Linked DNA regions of Sus scrofa: region 1 is linked to region 2. A link is a contact called in public HiChIP or PLAC-seq data. All regions are on one chromosome and are shown on one strand. The core of a region is the stretch at or near the end of the contact, and the rest is flanking DNA. Distances in the headings are between cores, read along the strand shown. Region 1 holds the start of COL16A1 (collagen alpha-1(XVI) chain). Region 2 holds the start of PEF1 (peflin).

Region 1 (2,700 bases), core at 152-2,651, 73 kb after region 2:
CTCTGGCGTAGGCTGGCAGCAACAGCTCTGATTAGACCCCTAGCCTGGGAACCTCCATATGCCATGGATGCAGCCCTAAAAAGACAAAAAGACCCCCCAAAAATGAAATGAAATAAAAATAAAAAAGAATTTTAGGAATTCCTGCTGTGGTGCAGTAGGTTAAGAGTCCAACTGCAGTGGCTGGGTCCTGGTTTGATCCCTGGCCTGACACAGTGGTTGCCCCAGCTGTGGTGTAGGTCGATCCCTAGTCTGAGAACTTCCACATGCCATGGGTAGCAGCCAAAGAAAAGAGAAAAATCAAAAAAGAATTTTATTCATCAGGACAATCCTATCATTACTCCCATTTTACAGGTGAACAGTTGTCTTCCTCAACTTGAGCACTTCACAGTAAGGAAACAGACCCTAAGAAGTGGCTTGCTAAGAATCAGAGCTGTGATTTGAATCCAGGGTTGTTACAGCGCAATCTGCTGTGTCATAATAGGCCTCTTCCTCTCTCTGGAACTGTTTTCTGTTGGGGGTGCTAACTCCGAAACCTCTAAGATCTAAATTAGGGAGTTTTCCTGCTCTGAGCCCAGGTCCCCACCCAGAAGCCTAGAACATCTCCATGGGCCTGGGTGGGAGAAGAAGGGCAGGTGTAGCAGTGACCGTCCCGCCCGCGGGCGGGGGATTGGGGGGGGGCTGCCGCCAGACGCACAAAAACAACGAAATAAATCAGGACCAGAACCTCCTAATCCTTCCCGGCTGTGACGGCTACCGCTCACCCGGCCTGGGCCGCCATCGCCTGGACTGCTCCCCGGGCCTGGGAGGGGGGACAAGGCACCGCCAAGAGCGCAGAGTCCCGCCAACAGGATCGGAGCGATGCCCGGCCGGGCGTCAAGGCGTCCTCGGCTCCCGAGATGGGGGGTAGCGGGGGAGGCCCTCCCGCCAGGGTGACTCAGGCCTCCCAGACCCCCTCCGGGATAGGCAGGTTCCCGCGCCTCGGTCTATTTTTAGAGACTGCTCCAGGCCTGAGCGCAGAGGGGAAGAAACGCCGGCCTCGTGGCGGTGCAGGCGTCTGACCCGCTCCTCCTGTTCGGGGCTTGAGCCCCAGAACCTCCAGCTGTCTATCCAGAAAAGAACGGACACCCTTGGGATCGCGGGGGGCGGGGGGGTGGGGTGGAGGTGCAGGCCCAATAAATGCATTCCCTCCCCATCCCCCACGCCCGCCTTCCTCCTCCCGCTCCTCAAAGCCTGGCAGTTCCAGGGAGCTGGGCGCGGCCTCCCGAGAAAAGACCTTTGTTAAGTGGGGCCTGGAGCCTTCCGACGGTCGGTCTGTCTGGCTATTGGACTGAGGGCCAGAGCGGGCGGGGCTCCCGGGCGACCGCAGCGGCTGGGGCGGAGGGTGGAGCGGCTGGAGGGCTGTGCGGAGGGTGAGGGGAGGATGCGACCGGGTTCGGGAAATCCCCACCCCACCCCCATCGGCCACGCCCCTAGCTCGCCTTGGGCCACACCCACCACCCGGGGGCCTTTCCCTGACTCCACCCTAGGCCCCGCCTCCTATCTGGCTCCGCCCAGAGCCAACCTTGTATCCTGGCCCCAGGGTCCAGAGAGGCCTGGATCCCTGGCCTCTAACAGCCTGGGACTGGTGCTGGCCCCCTCTTCTGGCGGCCGGGACAGAAGCGAGGGGAACGGGAGCCTCCTCCTCCAGCGCGGGGTCGGGGAAGAGAGCGTCAGGGAGTAACAATGGCGCCATTGACGGGGAGGCCTCTAAAGCTGAGGACGTATCTGTCTGTGGAAGCCAGGCTGTCTTGGAGGCTGAAGCGGTGGAGGCAGCCCCGAGTATGCAAGCACCCCTGTATACGCGGGCACAAAGCCGGGCACGGGGGCACTTGGGGCAGAGGTCTTTGGCCTGTTGCCCCTACTGCTGGGTGCCCTAGAGACTGAGGGCACATTCCTGGGGAGTGGGGGCAACTGCTGGCCCCCAATACATGCGCCCTTCTGGCGACTTCAGCGATGCGGGGTTTGGAGAGGCGCAAGTGGAGGCCCATCCCACCGGGGGTTGAGGGGCAGAGGATGGGAGGCGGACTGGTCTCCCAGCACCAGTCCTCCATCTAGTGGGAAGTTTGGGAATCGCGGGATGCAGAGATGGGGTGGGGGGTGGCGTCCATTGTACCCCTAATTCTTCCTTCCTCTCCCTGGATGTTCTTCCTTCCTGGCACCCTCACACAACCATCCTGCTCTGCTCCATTTCAGGGATTCGCCCCCTCCCATAGTCATTTGAAGATCTTCCCCCCAAGTCCCGTCTCTTCTTCCTCATTATCTATGGATATTAGCTTCTGCCCATCACCACCACTGCCAAGGGTCCAGGAAGCCTCTCTCCTTTGCCTGGATTTCTGCAACTCCTGCCAACTGCTTTCCCTGCCTTCAATTTTACCCTCTCTCTATCCACTTTTCTACTACTAGCAAACCAAGTGTTTCTAAACCAGAGATCTGCTTGTGTCACTTCCTGACTCAAAGCTTTCAGTGGCGGGAGTTCCCAATCATGGCTCAGCGGTCATGAACCCAACTAGTGTCCATGAGGATGCAAGTCCTATCCCTGGCCTCGCTCAATGGGTTAAGGATCCGGCGTTCCTGTGGCTGTGACGTAGGCCGGCAGCTACAGCTCTGGTAACACCCCTAGCCTGGGAACTTTCATATGTCTCGGGCGTGGCCCTAAAAAAG
Region 2 (2,700 bases), core at 9-2,508:
CCCTGGCCTCTCTCAGTGGGTTAAGGACCCAGCTTTGTTGAGCTGTGGTGCAGGTCCCAGACGTGGACCAGATCCAACATGGATGGCTGTGGCTGTGGCGTAAGCCAGTGCCTGTAGCTCTGATTCGACCCCTAGCCTGGGACCTTCCATGTGCCACGGGTACAGCCCTAAACAGACCGAAAAATAAATAAATAAATAAAATGAAGAGACTCTTTTGAGGGTCCTCCCAACACTGACCTTCTAGGAATCTAATAAAAATCAAAATACTAAAAGGTAACACCTGTTACACTCTTAGTAGTACCAAATGCTTTACAAGCATCATTTCATTATTCTTCATACCAGCTCTATGAAGTAGACATTATTTGGCCCTGTTTTACAGAGGAGGAAACTTAAGCTCAAAAAGGCAAAGTACTTTGCTCAAAGACTCAAAACTATTTAAGGGATGGAGCCAAGGTGTGAATCTTCCTCTGACTCCAAACTGCACTTCATCACTCTACCACTCCTGTCATCCACCAACGGATTCTGGCCACAGAATCACCCTGCTGTAGTGTTCTTGGCAGGATCAAATGGGCTGGCAAGTAGGTAAGAGGCATTTGCTGACAGCCCTGGGTTCTGCTACCTAACTCCCTGGTGACTAAATTCCATGTCCTCTCTGGGTTTCACTTTTCCTGTGTGTCAAATGTGGAGGTACTGGACTAACTCAGTAGTCAAACAAGCTCATTCATACTAAAACCTACTAAACCACAGTTTCTCCTGATTATTCAGAGAATAACCAGTACGTCAGGGGTGTATTTTAATCTGACGCCCCAAAGGATACCGACAGAACCAGTGCTCTGAACGTTCCGGTGACGTTGATGACCCCGCCCGGAGCCCCAGAGGGAGCGCAGGCCAAGCGCAGCCTGACTCCGTGGGGTCTAGGAGCCCCAAATCTTCGCGTGCACGACGTCACAGGGGGCGCGACACGACCTCCCCAACGTGCAGTCCTGCGTGACGTGAGCCAGGTGCGACTGACCATCCCGTTTCCCTTCTCTCCTGCGCGACACCGCCCCCTGCGTGGGAAAAGCGCGGAGGATGCAGGGAGAAAGCGAAGCTGGGGGTCCTGGCCAGGACTTGGCGAGACTTCTACCTATATTGGCCCACCTCTTACACACTCACCTGCCCGTATGGATAGCTGGCCATGGCGACTCTGACGTCACACGTCGGCGGGGGGCGGGGCTTCCCAGTCTCAAATCCGCCTCCTCCTGGGCCTGGGGGTGTGCCCTATTCTGATTGGATGTACCTGACTATCAATCCTGGGCGCAAAGGTCGACGGAAGTGACGCTAGAGGGAGGTGGTCAGGTGCCTCCCAAGGAGATGGAGGAGCTGAGGCTCCTATGTCAGTTTCCGGAATCATGTTTCCTGTACTGGCGCAGTAGTTCTTAAATTTTCTGCCCTAGAGTAGGCCCCAGAACTGGTCAGTCCCACGTATTTAAAGAGAAATTTAGGTGGAGTGTTACAGTGGTGGCCATGTTTTAACCTGGCAGATGGGACGCATGGTAGTGGCGTAGTTGCTGTCGTCACTCCAAGTTTTCCCCGGAGAAAGGCCCGGGCGGTTGCCGTGGCAACAGGGAACAGACCCAAGCTTCCAGGGAAGGCTAGAGGCTACGGGCGATAAGTACTTCGTTCTAATGTCAAGACACCACGTGCCAGTTAGTAGCTTTGGAGTGGGATCTATGGTATTTGGTGAGGCTATTCCAAAGCGGCAGAGTGGGAGGGAAATTAGATCTAGGGCCTCTTCTTTGATAAGTGGGGAAGCTGAGGTCCGAAGAAGCAATGACTTGTCCTAGTCACTGTGGGTTAGAGGCAGAGGGTAGCCTAGAACTGGGGTCAATGGATGCCACATTGCTCATCAGGGAAGTCTTGACTCGTCTCGAAGGTAGATAAAATTCTAGTTACTAAGTGACCTCATAGTCATGTACTTGCCTCTTGGTGGTTCAGGCATTCCACCTTTTTGCATGCTTATTTGACTAATTTGTTAGTTCTTCCATGTAGACACAGATTGTGTCTGGTTTTGCTTGTCATAATATCCACAGGGCCTCTATATTTTTTTATTTTTTATTTTTATTTTTTTGTCTTTTTGCTATTTCTTGGGCCGCTCACGCGGCATATGGAGGTTCCCAGGCTAGGGGTCCAATCGGAGCTGTAGCCACCGGCCTACGCAAGAGCCACAGCAATGTGGGATCCGAGCCTCGTCTGCGACCTACACCACAGCTCACGGCAACGCCGGATCCTTAACCCACTGAGCAAGGCCAGGGACCGAACCCGCAACCTCATGGTTCCCAGTTGGATTCGTTAACCACTGCGCCACGACGGGAACTCCTTTTTTTAAAATAAATTCATTAATAGTGTTACAAGGTGTTGTCCATTCCAGCCCATCTATCTAACTATCTAGCCAGGCACTTTCCAGAATTACAGTGCTGATCATGCTACTAGCCCACTGAAAAGTCTGCAGTGGCTCCTCTACCTGCCCAGCCCCTTCATTATGGCACCACAGGCCTTTCACAGTCTGGCCCAACCTGACCTTTGCAGTCTTATCCAATAGCCACTGACTGCTGTGCTGTACTGCTATGTTCAGTTCTACCACCCAGCCCACTTTCTCTGAAATGGGGATCTTGATTTTACCACTTTCTAACTTCATGACCTTGGGCAAGTTAATTAACT

Evidence for each region. HiChIP or PLAC-seq counts read pairs in DNA pulled down with a chosen protein or histone mark.
Region 1: an H3K27ac HiChIP or PLAC-seq map of alveolar macrophages shows a contact between it and region 2. The contact joins the promoter of COL16A1 here to the promoter of PEF1 in region 2. A contact is called at or near these places in 1 of 5 promoter capture datasets (fetal liver), 5 of 47 Hi-C or Micro-C datasets (brain, heart right ventricle, liver and 2 more) and 2 of 2 datasets of contacts at active chromatin or transcription factors (alveolar macrophages and skeletal muscle).

The regions. Positions count from the first base shown.
Region 1 is chr6:88,242,316-88,245,015 of Sscrofa11.1, forward strand. COL16A1 (collagen alpha-1(XVI) chain) reads right to left here and starts at 1,402. Exons shown (of 73, transcript XM_021095778.1): 1 at 1,274-1,402.
Region 2 is chr6:88,169,068-88,171,767 of Sscrofa11.1, forward strand. PEF1 (peflin) reads right to left here and starts at 1,259. Exons shown (of 5, transcript XM_003127768.5): 1 at 1,156-1,259. The coding sequence starts at 1,179.